2 separate regions of the Salvelinus alpinus genome follow, and region 1 is linked to region 2. A link is a contact called in public Hi-C data. All regions are on one chromosome and are shown on one strand. The core of a region is the stretch at or near the end of the contact, and the rest is flanking DNA. Distances in the headings are between cores, read along the strand shown.

Region 1 (3,276 bases), core at 587-3,086, 150 kb after region 2:
CTCTGATATCTCTGTTGTGTTTCTGAAGGCGTCTACTAGGTCTACTTAAATACTAAAGTGTCAAATATAATCATATTCATTATAGGCTGTTGGAAAAATACCAGGACTTACTGTCAGAAATGCATTTGTTTAATTTTGTTTAAAATCTACCTCTGATCTTTTGATACACTGTATTATGGACAAAAATGCATGCTTGCTTTTGCATATGTTTCTGTCATATGAGTTGAAAGTATGGTTAAAAATATTCACAATCATTCCCCACAAAATTAATACCCAATACCCATTTTCCTCATACCATATATCCTTTCTGGTCACTATCTCAATTAGGCCTATATGTCAGTATTCAATGTATAGGGGTTATAAATGAAGCACAAAACAAACAATAGGCCTGATATTGTGTGTTACTTGATTTCTCTGCTTTGCTGTTTATTAGACCAAAGAATGTAGCTATGTTGACTGTTATCACCAACCACAGAATGTGATACAGTAGGCCTATAGCTCACTTTGACAAATCATGTACCAAGCTTTATTGCCAACTGAGTTGCGAACAACGCATAGTAGTGTTGACATGTGCATCATTGACTCACCTGTTAATAAACAAATGTCAATATGATACACTGCTGGTGAGGCTGTCTCTTTTTAGGCTACAGTTCCTGACAAACTGAACATGTGACAAACTGAACATGATACATCCAGGCTCTATCACATCCGGCTGTGATTGGGAGTCCCATAGGGCGGCGCACAATTGGTCCAGCATCGTCCAGGTTTGGCCAGGGTAGGCCGTCATTGTAAATAAGAATGTGTTCTTAACTGACTTGCCTAGTTAAATAAAGGTTATATTTAAAAAATTTAAAATTAAATGTGATGCAATGCTAGGCCTATATTTGATTAATGGGTTGGTAGTCTAGTGCCTAGAGACTTTAAAGTTGTTTTACAAAGTAACAAAGAAACGTTTCAGGAGACAATGTTTCTTTCTAATAGCAAGTTTATTAATACTTTGTTGCAACATTGTGCACATCTTCTTTCACCCACATTATGGTACCAAAGACATTACAGTATGGAGATAGGCTAAAACGGCTTCTCCAATAGAAATCCCTGATCACACTTGTAGTAGGCGATGTCATGGCGACGTTGGCTAGCTAAGCGCATGCGTAGAAGCACGTCATCGCGGCTAACCGTGGTCTTGCGCCGAACTGCGCATGTTCAAACCGTCAAATCATGGGCACTCCTTCGATATAAAGTTATTTTTGAACAAATTAAAACGTATCAGTTTGCCACTTTCACTAGGTTGGAGTAAGAACAAGTTCAACTACTTAATACATTGGCTCGAATCTAGGTTGTGTCTTTAGATTTCGAGAAAATTAACAACTAAGGAAGAATTTTCCCTTCTCTCATTGACTACTCAAACCCCAAACACAGGCCTGGTCTGTTTGCTCTGTTTAACTACCGTTACCGGAAGTCTCGCCATTGTTGCACCTCTAGGTTTAGAACTCTGTGATGGTGCTGTCCATGGTGCTGTCCCTTTAAGAGCATGCTCCAAACAGATATTGTGATAGGGGAGTTACATTTTCTGCAAACCGTGTTGATCAAGATAAAATACATCATACCGTTCTTTGTTGATACTGCCCACTACCTAAAATAATGGTTGAGCTAAATGTATCTTTCAGAGCGTCATTTCATTCAAGATAATTAACGTATAGTCTGTGTTATGTAAAATATAATGGTACAACCTACATGGTGTCATTGGAGCAAACTAAATATGTCATTCAGGGGGGTTGCCGGAAAACCAATACAATTTTACAAACAATAATTGCACTAATTTAAGATGGTTATACAAAAATGAGACAAATTTTGAATTTCATCGTTTTCCAAGACAACCTATTTCTTTGATGTCAGTGTGATGTCGTTACTATCCTCTCAGAAACGACTCACCCCGGTCAATCTCGGCGAAAGAACGTTGCTCAGTGCGTGTACCGAATTTAAAAATGTATTGAAAATAAATGTTATTTCTGCACGGAAGAAGAAATGTTATTCCTCGTTTTACTGGTGTAATGAAAGCGAGAGGCACCGTGACTGTATACTTTGGGAGGGAGTTGTCAGGGCAATAATCCATTGGCATGAATGTAAAACTATGCAATGAACGGGGGCACAATTGTTATTTTCTCTTTCAGCTAGAGAGGGTTGCTTAAAGGGGGGGCAGTATTTCCCACTTTCGCTTCTACAGAGCACACTGTCTGTGTTGTTTTAGTAGCGAGTCAAGCAAGCGGGCGCGCGCTGTTGATGGGGAACTTGAGCTACAGATTTGCTCAGCACGCTCACAGAACTTGTCTATCTGCGCGACAACGTGTTTGGCTGAGTGGTGGCTAATGGCTGCCATAGAAAGTGAGAAAGACAACAACAAATGAATCCTTGAGAGAAGACGAAAACAGGTAAATGTGTAGCTTGCTAGATATATAGCTAGCTGCTCTTTATTTCCTTTCCTCGTCTTCAGAAGAAGCCAGTTCTTTTGTCTGCTCGTGCGACATGAATGCTTGGTGATGTGCGCAGGTGTGTGGAACTAGTTAGTTAGCCGAATGTGCTAATTTTGTCTCGGCTCATAGAGGACAATATACGTGTACACGATTTGAACAAGCTAGCTAGGTAGTTTACGTAAGCTGCTAAGCAAACGAATTTGTCTACACCCCCCCCCCCCCCCATGTGGTGACAGCTACATGTAACGTTATACAGCAATGATTCTAGCTAATAAGCTATTGCATTTTTAGCCACCATTTTCTTCCCTTGGCTTCCTAGTTAGCTAACGTTAGTTACTGTTAAGTTAGCTACCTAAAAAACAGTTTCGCTTCCGTATTAGCTAACCAATTCCTCTCAAGAGCTTAGCTAATTAAACGTATTACTATTTGATTATATTTAGTTTTATTCTTACATATATTTAGATTTATTCTTACATATTTGGGCAGTCCGCTGACGAACGTACATTTTCCCCTTTCAAAATGTGTCAGCTGCCAGCCATTCGTTAGTGTGCACGTACAGGTCAGAGGGTGAGGGGCACAGTTGATTTGTTTACATTTAGCAAGCTTTGGCCTCTGAGGGTTTCACATTTGCTCTCTTGTGGGTAGCTAACTGTCCTGATTTGACTTGCTAAAATGCGAACACTAACGTTTTTGTTGTCATGCATTTGACATGGTCACTTAGCTAGGTAGTTTGTTTTCCTCAAAATACTTAGACTAACCTAGGCCTATAGCTATGGGTTTTGACGTGCTAAGGAGGAGGGGTCTG
Region 2 (3,441 bases), core at 897-3,396:
TTGATAGAAATAAATAATATATAAAATGCTATTTAAAACTGTTTAATTAAATCAATAACTAATTTGTACTTGAAATTAACATTTCTTTAAAGTTATTGCAAATAAATGCATAGTTTAACTTTTTTCTGCGACAATCACTGAATTAGTTATTGATTTCTTCATCTTTAAATGCAATATTTGAGCTTTTATGTATTTCTATCAAATCAAAACTGGAATTTGTACTCAAAGCGAAGGTTTTATACCAGACATTTATAGAATAAATCCTACCTAGTTTGATGTTTGTCATAATCAATGAAAAGGTTATTGATTTATACCACTTTAAATGGCATTTTATAGATTGTATGTATTTGTCACAATCATCAAACTAGATATGATTTATTCTATAAATGTCGAGCATACTTTTACAACCTTTTTTAAATACAAATTCCAGTTTTGATTTGATAGAAACGGTGAATTAGTTATTGATTTATACAGCTTTAAATTGCATTTGAAAGATGACATATTTCCATCAAATCAAAACTGGATGTTTTATTAAAAGCAAAGGTTGTAAAAGTATGCTAGATATTTATAGAATAAACCATATCTATTTTTATGTTTCTGTGACAATCAATGAATTAGTTATTGATTTTTACCATTTTAAATGGCTTTTGGCTAATGTCTGTTGAGTGTCCGAATATAAAACCAACTTTACCCCAGTTTTTCACCGTTCATAAAGCATAAAAACCATAGCAATCCCATATAAGAGTCACTTACATAATGGATAGTATACTAGGTTGTGAAATTCTTGGCCGAATGATCAACTATAATTTACTTGACTCACTGATGACGTTACTTTTTGGAACGCACTCCCACGTGGAACAGGCATTCTCGAAATACCCAGTGGTAGAAAACTATGGAACGCCGTTTGGTTCTTTGCAAAATAACCATATGTAAACTATATGCACATGTTGGCCAATCACTATATGAAAAACTTCATCATCACCAACAAACTATGAAAACTGGGTCAGTTTACATTGCTGCAGCCCTATAACTGCATGCAGTTTCACGTGTATCTACACCAGCTCGCAGGGCAGGATCTTTGGCAGAATTATGCAATGTTAACGTCACATCGCTTCTTCACCAACCAGAGAGCGCAAGGGGAGCGTTTAAAGACAGACGTTTATACATCACAGCGCTCCTCAACCAATCAGAGAGAGCGTATACACAGTCGCACATGGCTAGCGACAGGTCCATGTGAGAAAAGGAACCTGCAACACTGTCCCAGCCTATTGATTCTGAAATAATACACTCACTGGCACTCCTAACCAACTTTAACCCAGTTTGAATTAAGGCTGATTACAGTAAGAAAGATCGGACATTAATGAGCAGGTTATTGCAAACCATTTACTTATGTTTTGATTCAGAACATCACGCAACCCTTTAAAATCACGATACTGACAAGTAGACTTGAAGTTGTAACAATCATCTAGGTCACAAAAAACAAATGAAATACTATCAAGATGCAATGTCACAAACAGTTATTGTTTAGACACTAAAATATGCTATAGGCCTACAAATAGATCTTTATAAATGTATTGAGCATAAAATGATTTTACCTGCTTTTGTAGATTCCATGTCCTCGGAATGAAATCCCCTTCTTGCAACCTGAAGTCTGATGACGTGTTAGCTTGTTTTCAGCAATTTTTTCAGTCGCTGGTTGATACTACAGATCAATGAATTGAAGCATTCAAAAAAATAGTCGGCAAACGCATTTAGGCCTACTAGTTCCGTAGATTACATCTATAGCGCAACAGCTACTGTTGCCAATCAGACTTATTTCGCACCGTGATATTTGACTACAACCATATGTCAAAACTAATCACATAAATTCAAATGTATTCGTTTTGTTTATAAAAACGCCCCGAATCAAACCAAAGATTGTAGCCAATTTTTTCGCTTCAGAATGAATCGAACGTTCGTAATTCCGTATCTTTTTTTTCCCGTAGAGCGCTCCAAAAAGCTGTCCGTCTGATGTTTTTTTCTGTAGGCTAAAGATAGGCCTAAGCATATGTATAGCATAAAAATATGTATTTTCTTGAAGGAAACGATAGCAAGGAGTAGAAAGTTATCCTCTGCCAGAGAGATTCGTTGAATGACTGTTTCGATTAGAGCTCTCGACTCAAACTGCTATGCTACCACGTGACCCATTACAGCGGCTCCTCCTTCCCTAGCCTAGCGCTGGTGTCAATGGGCAAGTTAGTTTAGCATGGCCCGGTTCCCCGGGGGACTGGCGATTTCGCTTAAGGACCAATGGAATGGTCTGGAATTTAAAAAAGACTCCTCCCACCCGGGCACCGGACCATGCAAAATGAACAAGCCCAACGTAACCCACTGACACACTTTTTACAGTTCAAAGTGTGGGTGGGGGGGCTATCCCAGCTTTGATGCACCTGTACTGACCTCGCCTTCTGGATGGAAGTGGGGTGAACAGGTAGTGGCTCGGGTGGTTATTGTCCTTGATTACCTTTTTTTCCTTCCTGTGACATCGGGTGTTGTAGGTGTCCTGGAGGGCAGGTAGTTTGGCCCCTGTGATGCGTTGTGCAGACCGCACCACCCTCTGTGGTTGTGGGCGGTGCAGTTGCCTAACCAGGCGGTGATACAGCCCAACAGGATGCTCTCAATTGTGCACCTGTAAAAGTTAAATGAGGGTTTTCGGTGACAAGCCATATTTTTTCAGCCTCCTGAGGGTGAAGAGGCGCTATTGCTATTGCTATTGCGCCTTCTTCACCACACTGTATGTGTACGTGTACCGTTTCAGTTTGTCGTTGATATGTACACCGAGGAACTTAAAACTTTCCACCTTCTCCGCTGTTGTCCCGTGGATATGGGGCTGCTCCCTTTGATGTTTCCTGAAGTCCACGATCATCTCTTTTGTTTTGCTGACATTGAGTGAGAGGTTATTTTCCCGACACCACACTCCGAGGGGCCTCACCTCCTCCTCGTAGGCTGTCTCGTCGTTGTTGGTAATCAAGCCTACCATTGTAGTGTCGTCTGCAAACGTAAAGATTGAGTTGGCACGATCATGGCCATGCAGTCGTAGGTGAACATATATTGCTGATGGGTTCCAGTAGTATATCGTATAGCATCAAGAAACATGATAACATTTCTCCAACATATTGAATACACTGAAGCATAAAATCAGAAATTACTATAACAAGATTTTTCCCACATATATTGAGCTCTCAGGATTTTAAGAATGTAATAAATATATCAAGCAGTTTATATATATTCTAAATGGCATATATTATTATTATATTATAAAATGCATTCTCACATTGGCAGCAAAGGCTTCTTCACACAGTCCAATATAAAACATATATTTTTTCAAATTATTTTCATTATTAAAAAGAATTCAACAATTTAATGTGCGTAATAGAGCATACCAGCTTGTAGTCCTAAACC

The links. A called contact is a pair of places that touch in the nucleus more often than the background predicts.
Region 1: a Hi-C map of red muscle shows a contact between it and region 2, with 4 times the contacts expected there. The contact joins the promoter of LOC139558413 here to the promoter of LOC139558458 in region 2. A contact is called at or near these places in 2 of 3 Hi-C or Micro-C datasets (muscle and red muscle).

Annotation. Positions count from the first base shown.
Region 1 is chr29:30,221,778-30,225,053 of SLU_Salpinus.1, forward strand. It overlaps LOC139558413 (serine/threonine-protein kinase pdik1l-like), which reads left to right and starts at 1,837. Exons shown (of 3, transcript XM_071373525.1): 1 at 1,837-2,429. It overlaps LOC139558412 (protein lin-28 homolog A-like), which reads left to right. Exons shown (of 4, transcript XM_071373523.1): 4 at 1-615.
Region 2 is chr29:30,074,232-30,077,672 of SLU_Salpinus.1, forward strand. LOC139558458 (nuclear receptor subfamily 1 group D member 2-like) reads right to left here and starts at 2,147. Exons shown (of 8, transcript XM_071373595.1): 1 at 1,596-2,147. The coding sequence starts at 1,614.